Regions from separate parts of the Rattus norvegicus genome. Here region 2 is linked to region 1. The links are chromatin contacts, called in public Hi-C maps. All regions are on one chromosome and are shown on one strand. Each heading gives the region's core, a stretch centred on a gene start, on an enhancer-like site or on the middle of the called end of the contact. The rest is flanking DNA. Distances are from core to core; before and after follow the strand shown. Region 1 overlaps Pvt1 (Pvt1 oncogene). Region 2 has its middle 270 kb from the start of Pvt1.

Region 1 (4,293 bases), core at 1,781-4,280:
GGTTGGAGCAGTTGTAGACCCTAGAAGAGAACCTATTACCACAGTTCTCTAAACTGACACATTACACAACTGGCTCCTACATATTTATCCCTAGTTTTATAGAGTGCATAACAGCTTCTTTTTGTGGTAGATAGAAGTTATTACAGAGATCCCCAACAGGTCAACATGCACAGAATAAAGTGACAGTGGGGCTTCTATAACTCATCACCTACATCCACATTACAGGGAATAGCACAGACGAAGGACCAAAAACTGTGTAAGAACCAGAGGACCAGAAAGACTGCTGCAAAAGAGTGTCTTCTAGATATGACAGGGATTTAGCTCCCACGAACACTCAACACCTATGGCTGTAAGAACTGTGCAGGCCCATACTAGTCAAAACCCCAGCATGGATTGGGAAAGAGCTCCCAAAGCCCAGATCCAAGTTGAAGAGCTAAGGGCAGTCAAATGCTACTGAGGATGGGAGGGTCATTTTTCATCAGGGATAAGCCCTCTGATAAGTCACCTATCTTCCCGTGGTGGGCCCTACACCAGAGTGTATGTACAACACTAATCATAGTAATAACATTAGAAATAATAGAAGATATGACTTTGAATGTGGGATATGTGGGGGACAAGGGAGGAGTAGATGAAATCAAAATGAATTGTACTCATGTGTGAGAGTCTCAAAAACAAAAGAAAGAAAAGAAAAAACAGTCCATAAACAAAATGCCTACTTTCTCCATGACAACTAGACCGGTATTTGATCAATGTCTGGGTACCCTGCCCTAGCTAGGGTGATATAGAACTCACCGTCCTGTACAAGGTGCAAACAGTGATTCTTCATCTGCACAAATATTCATTTTCCTTGGGCCCTCTCACTAGAGTTCCAGACATAAGAATCCCACCCCATACTTGAAACACACACACACACACACACACACACACACACACACACACACACAAAACAATCACACTCTTCTTTCTGATTCTAGGTAGCCACTCAGGTCTCTAAATGCATGAGATTAATCCTTCACTCCCCGACACTTCGTATCCCAACCACCAGCAGACTGCACACTGGGTATTCATTCTGAACCCCAAGGCATCTCCCAGTGCCTTCTCCTACCACTCAGTATCTTCTCTCCATATCTACAACAGCCTGGTGTTTCCAACATCCTGCTGAGTGGCCCAGATGCTTCACACTGGCAGATTCCTGTCCATCTGCTACACAATAGCCTGTTTAACACTGTCTCAATAAGAGAAGAACCAAACTTCTTACCCTGCCCCCTTCTGCTCCCTGAGCGGCTTTCTTTTTGTTCTTTTAGACTATGTGTCCCCTCCCTAACTGTCTATCTTAACTCGCCCAGACAGGCCATTTCCGAAAACCTACCTATCTGGAAGATAGGGACTGCTCACAAGATATCTTATAGTCCTGGTCCAAAGGTGGATGGCAGGCACTAACATGAGGACAATGGAGGGAATAGAGTACTGCAATGGAGTAGGTACAGGTGAGGGAGACAGGTGATATGTTTGGATTTGGCGAATGTCTAAGGCAGGTGGCAATGCAGAGTATTCTCTGAACTAGATCAAAAAGGGGAAAAGGAGTTGAGAGGCCAGTGAAGGGAAGATCGGAGAGAAAGATGATCAGGTCAGGCCAGGAAAGGAGGTAAAAAGAACTGGAGCAGGTGACCTAGAACTGCTATGAACTCTGCAGCCAAGATTTCATACTCTGATGGTCGGAAGAATTGCACAGAGCAAAGACAGAGAGAGGGAATGCATTTGACAGAGGCCAAAGGGAAGAAAGATTGCCACAACCATGAAGAGGAGCTTGGGGTACCCCAGCAAAACTCCCAGCAAGCAGGGCTCTCTACACCCACCTATTCCCTTGCTCCTCCTCAGAGGGCACTGCACACAAAGCATCAGGATCAGCAGGCTCTGTTCTAATGCCTTAGAGAAGATATTGAGGAAAAGAAATCTATTATTATCCTTCCTATACAGAACAGGTGCAAGTGAGGTATCCATGGCTAACAGAAGGGTGATTTAGTTACTGCCCTGGAGATTTTACTTCTGAGACCTCCACACTTGTATTTGTTAAGATGTTATCTTCCTTCTTAGCCAATAATCGCAACAGAAACTGCACTTCGCTTTCCTCAGCCTCCCCTCGGTTGGTCTAGGTCCCATTAGGGTACTGGTCGTATTGTTGCCCACTGCAGCATCCTCATAACCAGAGAATGTCCAGGCAGGTGGCAAATAAAAACTAAGACTAGTTAAGCATCAAGATGGCTCATGCTTGAGTAAGGACATGGGCTTGGGACTCCTACTGCAGCCTGGTGCTCAAAGGAACTTCCACGGGCATTTTGAGCCAAGTCCAGACATACTGTCAGATAACAGAGTATGTTTACTCCAGTGACAAAGTCTTCATCTGGAAGACTTCCTCATTGGCATCTGCAGGTCATTTTTCAATTTTTCAAATAGTATGTGAGCAACAGAACCTTCTTTTCTTCAAAAGCCACAGCTGTGCCCTAATAGAGTATTTTTTAAAAAACCTAGTACTGACCTGAACTTGGTCATTCTAGCAATCCATGTGAAAACCTTACATTGGCAGATCCATGTATATCAGGAAAAGTCCTCCACAAAGGAAGGAATGGGATGCAGTAGAAGAGCATTCTACTGTTGGATGTGTTGGATATCAGTGGATTAAGCCACAGGATCTTCTCTTGTCAGGGAGACATGGCAGTGTTTGGAGACCTTTTTATTCACAGTTCATAGCTACCATGACACAAAAATGACCACTGTTTGGTCTTTACAGAATACAGATGAACCCAGGATTGGGGAAAGTCAAAGGTAAGTCCAGGTATTAGGACTCTAGAGCTCCAGATCAGAACACGTGCTCAATAAATATTACCTGCTGTGTGTCATTACTGCTGCTGTTCTTAAAGAAACACACTTCAGAGGTATTTGAACTATACCAACTTACTCGGAGTAACTTGCCCTTAAGCCAGTGTACAGTGTGCGCAGCAGACGCTTCCAAAAGGCCAAAGATTCTGCTGAATTTCAAGGTCAATGCTGTGTCCACAACTGCTACCAGTCACCCATGCCAAGGATCCTCCCACACTCCGCACTTGTAGCCAGGAAACAGCAGACAAGCTTCCTGCAGTTCCTTGGTAGTTATTTGTGCGGCTTTTTGAAGCTTTTGTATTCTATAATGTGCTGGGCTGGGTGGACAGCCCCATGGTGATCAAAGACCCAGCTGGCAGGTATACCAACCCTGTATACTCTGCCAACCACCAGTCACCAGATGCCAGCTGCCAGCCACCAACCACCAGCCACCTGCCACTGAATCCAGGAAGAGTCACAAGGAGGAGGTGTTAGGCTTCAGAAGTGTTCCAGGTGCTATCCCAGCCACAGGCTCTGCCTTGGAACAACTGAAGTGTGCCGATTCCAGGTGTACCAGGTAGGAGCTGACATTCAAGCAGCTCCTAAACCAACAGTGGCAGACAGATCACTGCCAATGTGATGGGTCAAGGAAATTTAACCTCTGACGGGGACAAATGAGTTCAAGAGGGCCGAAAGGGAGAGTGCAGTCTACTTCCACAGTCCCAAGTTCACAAGAACCATACTTACTCGATGGCAGGTTGGGGCCAAAGGATTCTAAGATAACCATCACTGAGCATGCACTCGTGAGGGACTATGTTGCATTACATGAGGAACTGTGCAAGAAACAAGACCGGAAAGGGCTCATAACATCTGTGATGGTTTGAATAGGAAATGTTTCCCCATGACTCAAGGCATTTGAATGCTTGGTCTCCTAGTACAGTTTGGGGAGATTTAAGAGGTTTGACCTTTTGGAGGAAGTGTGTCATTAGTAAGCTTTGCAAGCAAAAGGACCTGAATCATTTCTAGTCCCCCTGTCCCTTCTCTTTGTGTTTGAAGATCGAAATGTGAGCCTTCACATCCTGCCTCTGCCTCAGCTCTGCCTCCACAGATGGACTCTAACACACTAGAACCATAAGCTCAAATACATTTTTTCCTCCATGAGTTGCCTCGGTCATGGTATTTTATCACAATTATAGAAAAGTAACTAATACAGTGTCCCATGTTCATAGACACCCACTTACATTAAGTGTCCAGTGAGGGAACGGAGTCCCCTGTCCTCACAGAACTCAGATACTTGTTCTCCCTCTGGGAGCCTCAAAGACCTTCACAGGGAAATTCTGGATGTCAACTATGCCTCTAATCACCCTGAAAATCTTGCGGATGTAGATCACAGCACCTTCTGCATCACTCTCACGGATAAAGAAGGACTATTGGCTG
Region 2 (4,000 bases), core at 377-2,876, 88 kb before region 1:
GTACCATCTATTATTGATCAAATTCTCCCATATGCTAGGCACTGTGATGAGCAGATTTTACACATTATATTATACCGTTGTAATCATCCTCATTTTATAGAGAAAGAAAGACACACAGAATGAGCTCACAAATGGCAGAGTGGAGACTAAAGCCAGTATCATAAGCACAACACACAGAAATTAACCCACCACTCAAATAAGGCATCGTCTAATAAGGCCTTAACTCACAGGGAACAACCCCTCCTATGACGCCACAGACATCCTCAGCTACAAAGGGAGGAGTATGGATTCAAAAACAGATGTCTAACATAAAAACACCTCATAAGACCCTCTGCAGATGCTAGCAATGCTTCGTACTCTATGTTATTTAATAAACATTGAGAGAATTCCAAACTTATTGCAGAAGCCAACTGCATAAACTATATTGGACTACTGTTTCTTAGAGAAGTAAGCCAAGGCAAAGAAGGGGGACTGATAAAAATAAAGAGTCCAAGATGGGGTGAAATAGACATGATTCCTACCACTGTTCCATTCCCCCACAGTACCCATTCTGACTTTTAGTTCTAACTTAGTTCCTTTATTTAATGATTACTATTTCTCTGCCTCTATGCACTCTATGAAGACGAGTTCAATGATGTTTTCATAGCTAGATCATAACTTGGCCCTGTGTCAGGTATACATACAGGATGAGCAATAAACACCAAGTAGGAAGAATTTAATAGTAAATAAACTGAAAGGAGCTTATAAGCACATGTAGAGAAAAAGCTTGGAAATGTAGAAATGTTTTTATTCTTTTTATTCTGAGCTTTGGAAATGGAGACCATAGGGTATTGGAGGCCTTCTAGACTCAGATTCCCCAGCTAAGAATTAATAATATTAGACCCACAAAATATGTCCAAGGAGATTGTCACTAGACCCCAGACTTGACAAACTGAGTTTGATCCTCAGGACTCACAGGGTAGAGGGAAAGAACCAACTTCTACATGTTGCACTCTAGTCTTCACAACTGTTGTCATGGCATATTTATTGTACATGTATACATACACGCACACACAAGTAAATCCAGTTTAAAAATTATTTTAAAGTAGTTCTATCAACCTATAAAGATAAATGAGATGAGGTTTATAATAATGATATCAACATTCATTTATTGATGCCTGCTGCTTATGCCAGACACCTTGTGCATGCTAGCTCTAACCTTAAAGGTTCTAGACACTTTCTATTATCCCCATTTGAAGATGAAATAACTAGGGCTCAGCAGGGCCTTACTAACTGCTACTAAATCACAATCCAGCTCATTCATAATGAGGTGGCACCATGAAGGCTGGATAACCACGGTGCAAGGCAGAAGGTAACCCTCTTCTGAGTTTCTCAGAGTCCAGAGAGGGCCTCTTGTAGCAGGCTACAGTCGGAGTCAGATTGAAGTGAGAAAAAAATACAATGGGCTGACACACTTTACCAAATATTCAAGTTCCAAGTAGGGTAGAAAGCCATCTGGCTCCCCTGCTGCTCACAGCACAGCCACCTGTGTGCCCTTCTTTCTTCCTTTCCTCTAGTCCCTGCATCTAAAACAAACCTGTCCTGCAGGGAGTAGGAGCCAGAGCAAAGAAGCCAGGCTCCTCCTCCCTGCTTTGTGAGCAGAGGAGAGGACAGGAGAAAATTGTGCCAAAGGTCATGGTGTTCTGGTCAACGTGTTCCAGCTTTGAAACTTTGAGAGCTGCCAGGGTCCAGGCAAGAAAAAATGCTGCAGGCTGATCCACCTGCCAGCTCCGAAAAGCGCCAGCTGGGCTCCAGCCTCCATGGCAACTGCACCCTGCAAGCAAGGTTAAGGTCCCCAGAGATTCATTCCAGCCTCAGCAGCAACATGGAAGCCTGTGACTGGAGAAATGGCCAAACTAGAAAGCATACAGGGTTTCAGAGATGTGCCTGGAGGCCTTGCTGTCTTTGTCTCCCAAACCCTGCCTTATAATTCCTCATTTCCAAAGTCCCAAAAAGATAATAATCATTTCTTCATTCCTGGACATTCTTTCCTCGTGCTTACAAGTGTCTTTGTTTAGTCCAGAATTCTCCCATCTAATGTTGATATTCACTTTCTGAGAACCTGACACAGGGTCAAACTAAGGCTGGTTGTAGAAACATCATTGCCATTGCAGAGTAGAATATACAGCCTGAGTGAGAGAAATCAGGCAATGAATAGAAAAACTAAGATAGAATTAAAAATCAGAATAGGTACTGTGAAGACGCTACAGAAGAGGAAAGCCATAGAGTAATCTCCAAACAGGAGGTGTATCAAGGCCTCTTCAGGTAGAAAACTCTAAGGCAAAGGACCGAAGAATCAGCAGGAAGCTGCAGTGTAGAGCTAGTAGTTGGGGGTAAGGGTTGTTAGCAAAGATTGAGTACAAAAGTCCTAGAGTACGGGGGAAAAGAGGAGAAAATGTAAGGATCAGAAGCAGTGAAGGAAGCAGGATATATGCAACTGGAGGGTGTTGAAAATACTCCTCATGTCTGGATATCCCAGTTTCCCATCAGAAGATTAAGAAAAGTTCTGGAAGGAATTGCTCTCTCAGCTGAAGGAATACACAGTAGCAATGTGAACCAACAAGCTGTCTCATAGATGGTGCATTTTCTCTGGTTCTTCATCCACTATGTCTTCCAATTGCTCTCGTGGGAAGTTCATGTGAAATCTGGAAGGAGAACTTAGAGAGATGAGAGGCAAAGTCCCAGTCTCTGCCCACACTATTATTATTATTATTATTATTATTATTATTATTATTATTATTATTATCATTCATTATTATTAACTAAAATAACCCATAGAAAGATGCTTGGCACAGACTACTATCCCTGTCTTCTCACAGCATCCATACCAGGCTAGCAAGCTAAGCAAGGGGCTTGGTAATAATCACAGCCCTGCTCACCTAGGGTCAGCTGCTGTGCTCTTTGGTCCTCTGCTGACTCTTCTCACAGGAGAACAGTATGTCTTCATGAGGACAGAGGGGGTACCATAAATGTCAAAGACAAAATTCTTAAAGAAAATCAAGTGAAAAAACAAAAAAAAATTATGAAAATCAGTACGGAGATATCCTCTACATGAGGCTAGCCCTGCATGAGATGCTGTCAGTGGTCCTGACCAATAAATAAATAAGTAAATAAATAAATGCTTAATGTAACTGGTGTTTTCATCATCACTACAGCATCACCTTTTTTGCTCTAACTTTATTTTCTGTTAGCATACAAAATGGGATTGATGTACACAGCCCTAAGAACCCAAAAGGATGTCTTGTAGAACAACGCACACTGAGGGTCTAGAATGACACAGACTCAAATCCACCTCATGACTAAAAGGCTTAGGTCTGCAGGTGACCAGCCTTCCTAGGACTCATTTTGCTTCTCTGTAGAGTGAGGGTAATGGTCCCTGTATCTTAGAGCAGTGGCCAAACCTTAACATAATTCAGGAAAAGTCCCTGCACATAGCATGCATGAAAGGAAAAATCAAGACTCTTTCCATCAATAAAGACTGAGATCTAAGCTCCAAATATTCTCACTATATCTCCCTAGACTCCTATGTGTCATCAGATACATCTGGTAGAAGACTAAACTTGTGCCATTAGTGGACAATAATTAAGTAAGCTTCCAAGGTCTAACACATGTGAGTCTATCAGTCCCATCACTGGTGACGCTGGACAAATGATTCTTCTGGTATTCCATAGGCAGCCTACATAATAGAAATATCACATCAGCTAGCCTTATACCAATGAAAATCACATAGCTCCTGTTTCATGATGCTTTGGGGTATGGGGTGACATGACTCCATGGCTTATCACAGAATAATGCTCAGAGTAATCTTGTATCTCAGTTATCTACCTGCAAAATGGGAATAACCATGATCTCTGTTGCCTTGCATAGTGTTGCGAAACAAATGGCAATGTCCACGTCAGGCTTGGCATGGTGTCAGGTACGTGCTTACAACATAATGAATGTAAGCTGACATCAATATAAA

Evidence for each region. A called contact is a pair of places that touch in the nucleus more often than the background predicts.
Region 2: a contact with region 1 is called in a Hi-C map of liver, with 3 times the contacts expected there. The contact joins two enhancer-like sites. A contact is called at or near these places in 3 of 12 Hi-C or Micro-C datasets (kidney and liver).

What each region holds. Positions count from the first base shown.
Region 1 is chr7:95,730,143-95,734,435 of GRCr8, reverse strand. All of the region lies in intron 3 of Pvt1 (Pvt1 oncogene), which reads right to left. Among named protein-coding and RNA genes, the nearest start is that of Pvt1, 190 kb to the right of the region's middle. Within about 2 kb of position 3,030, at least 5 of the 93 cell types and tissues checked have an H3K27ac peak or open chromatin away from gene starts, as enhancers often do. A contact at or near this core is called in liver, where this site is marked.
Region 2 is chr7:95,817,162-95,821,161 of GRCr8, reverse strand. No RefSeq gene overlaps it. Among named protein-coding and RNA genes, the nearest start is that of Pvt1, 270 kb to the right of the region's middle. Within about 2 kb of position 1,626, at least 10 of the 93 cell types and tissues checked have an H3K27ac peak or open chromatin away from gene starts, as enhancers often do. A contact at or near this core is called in liver, where this site is marked.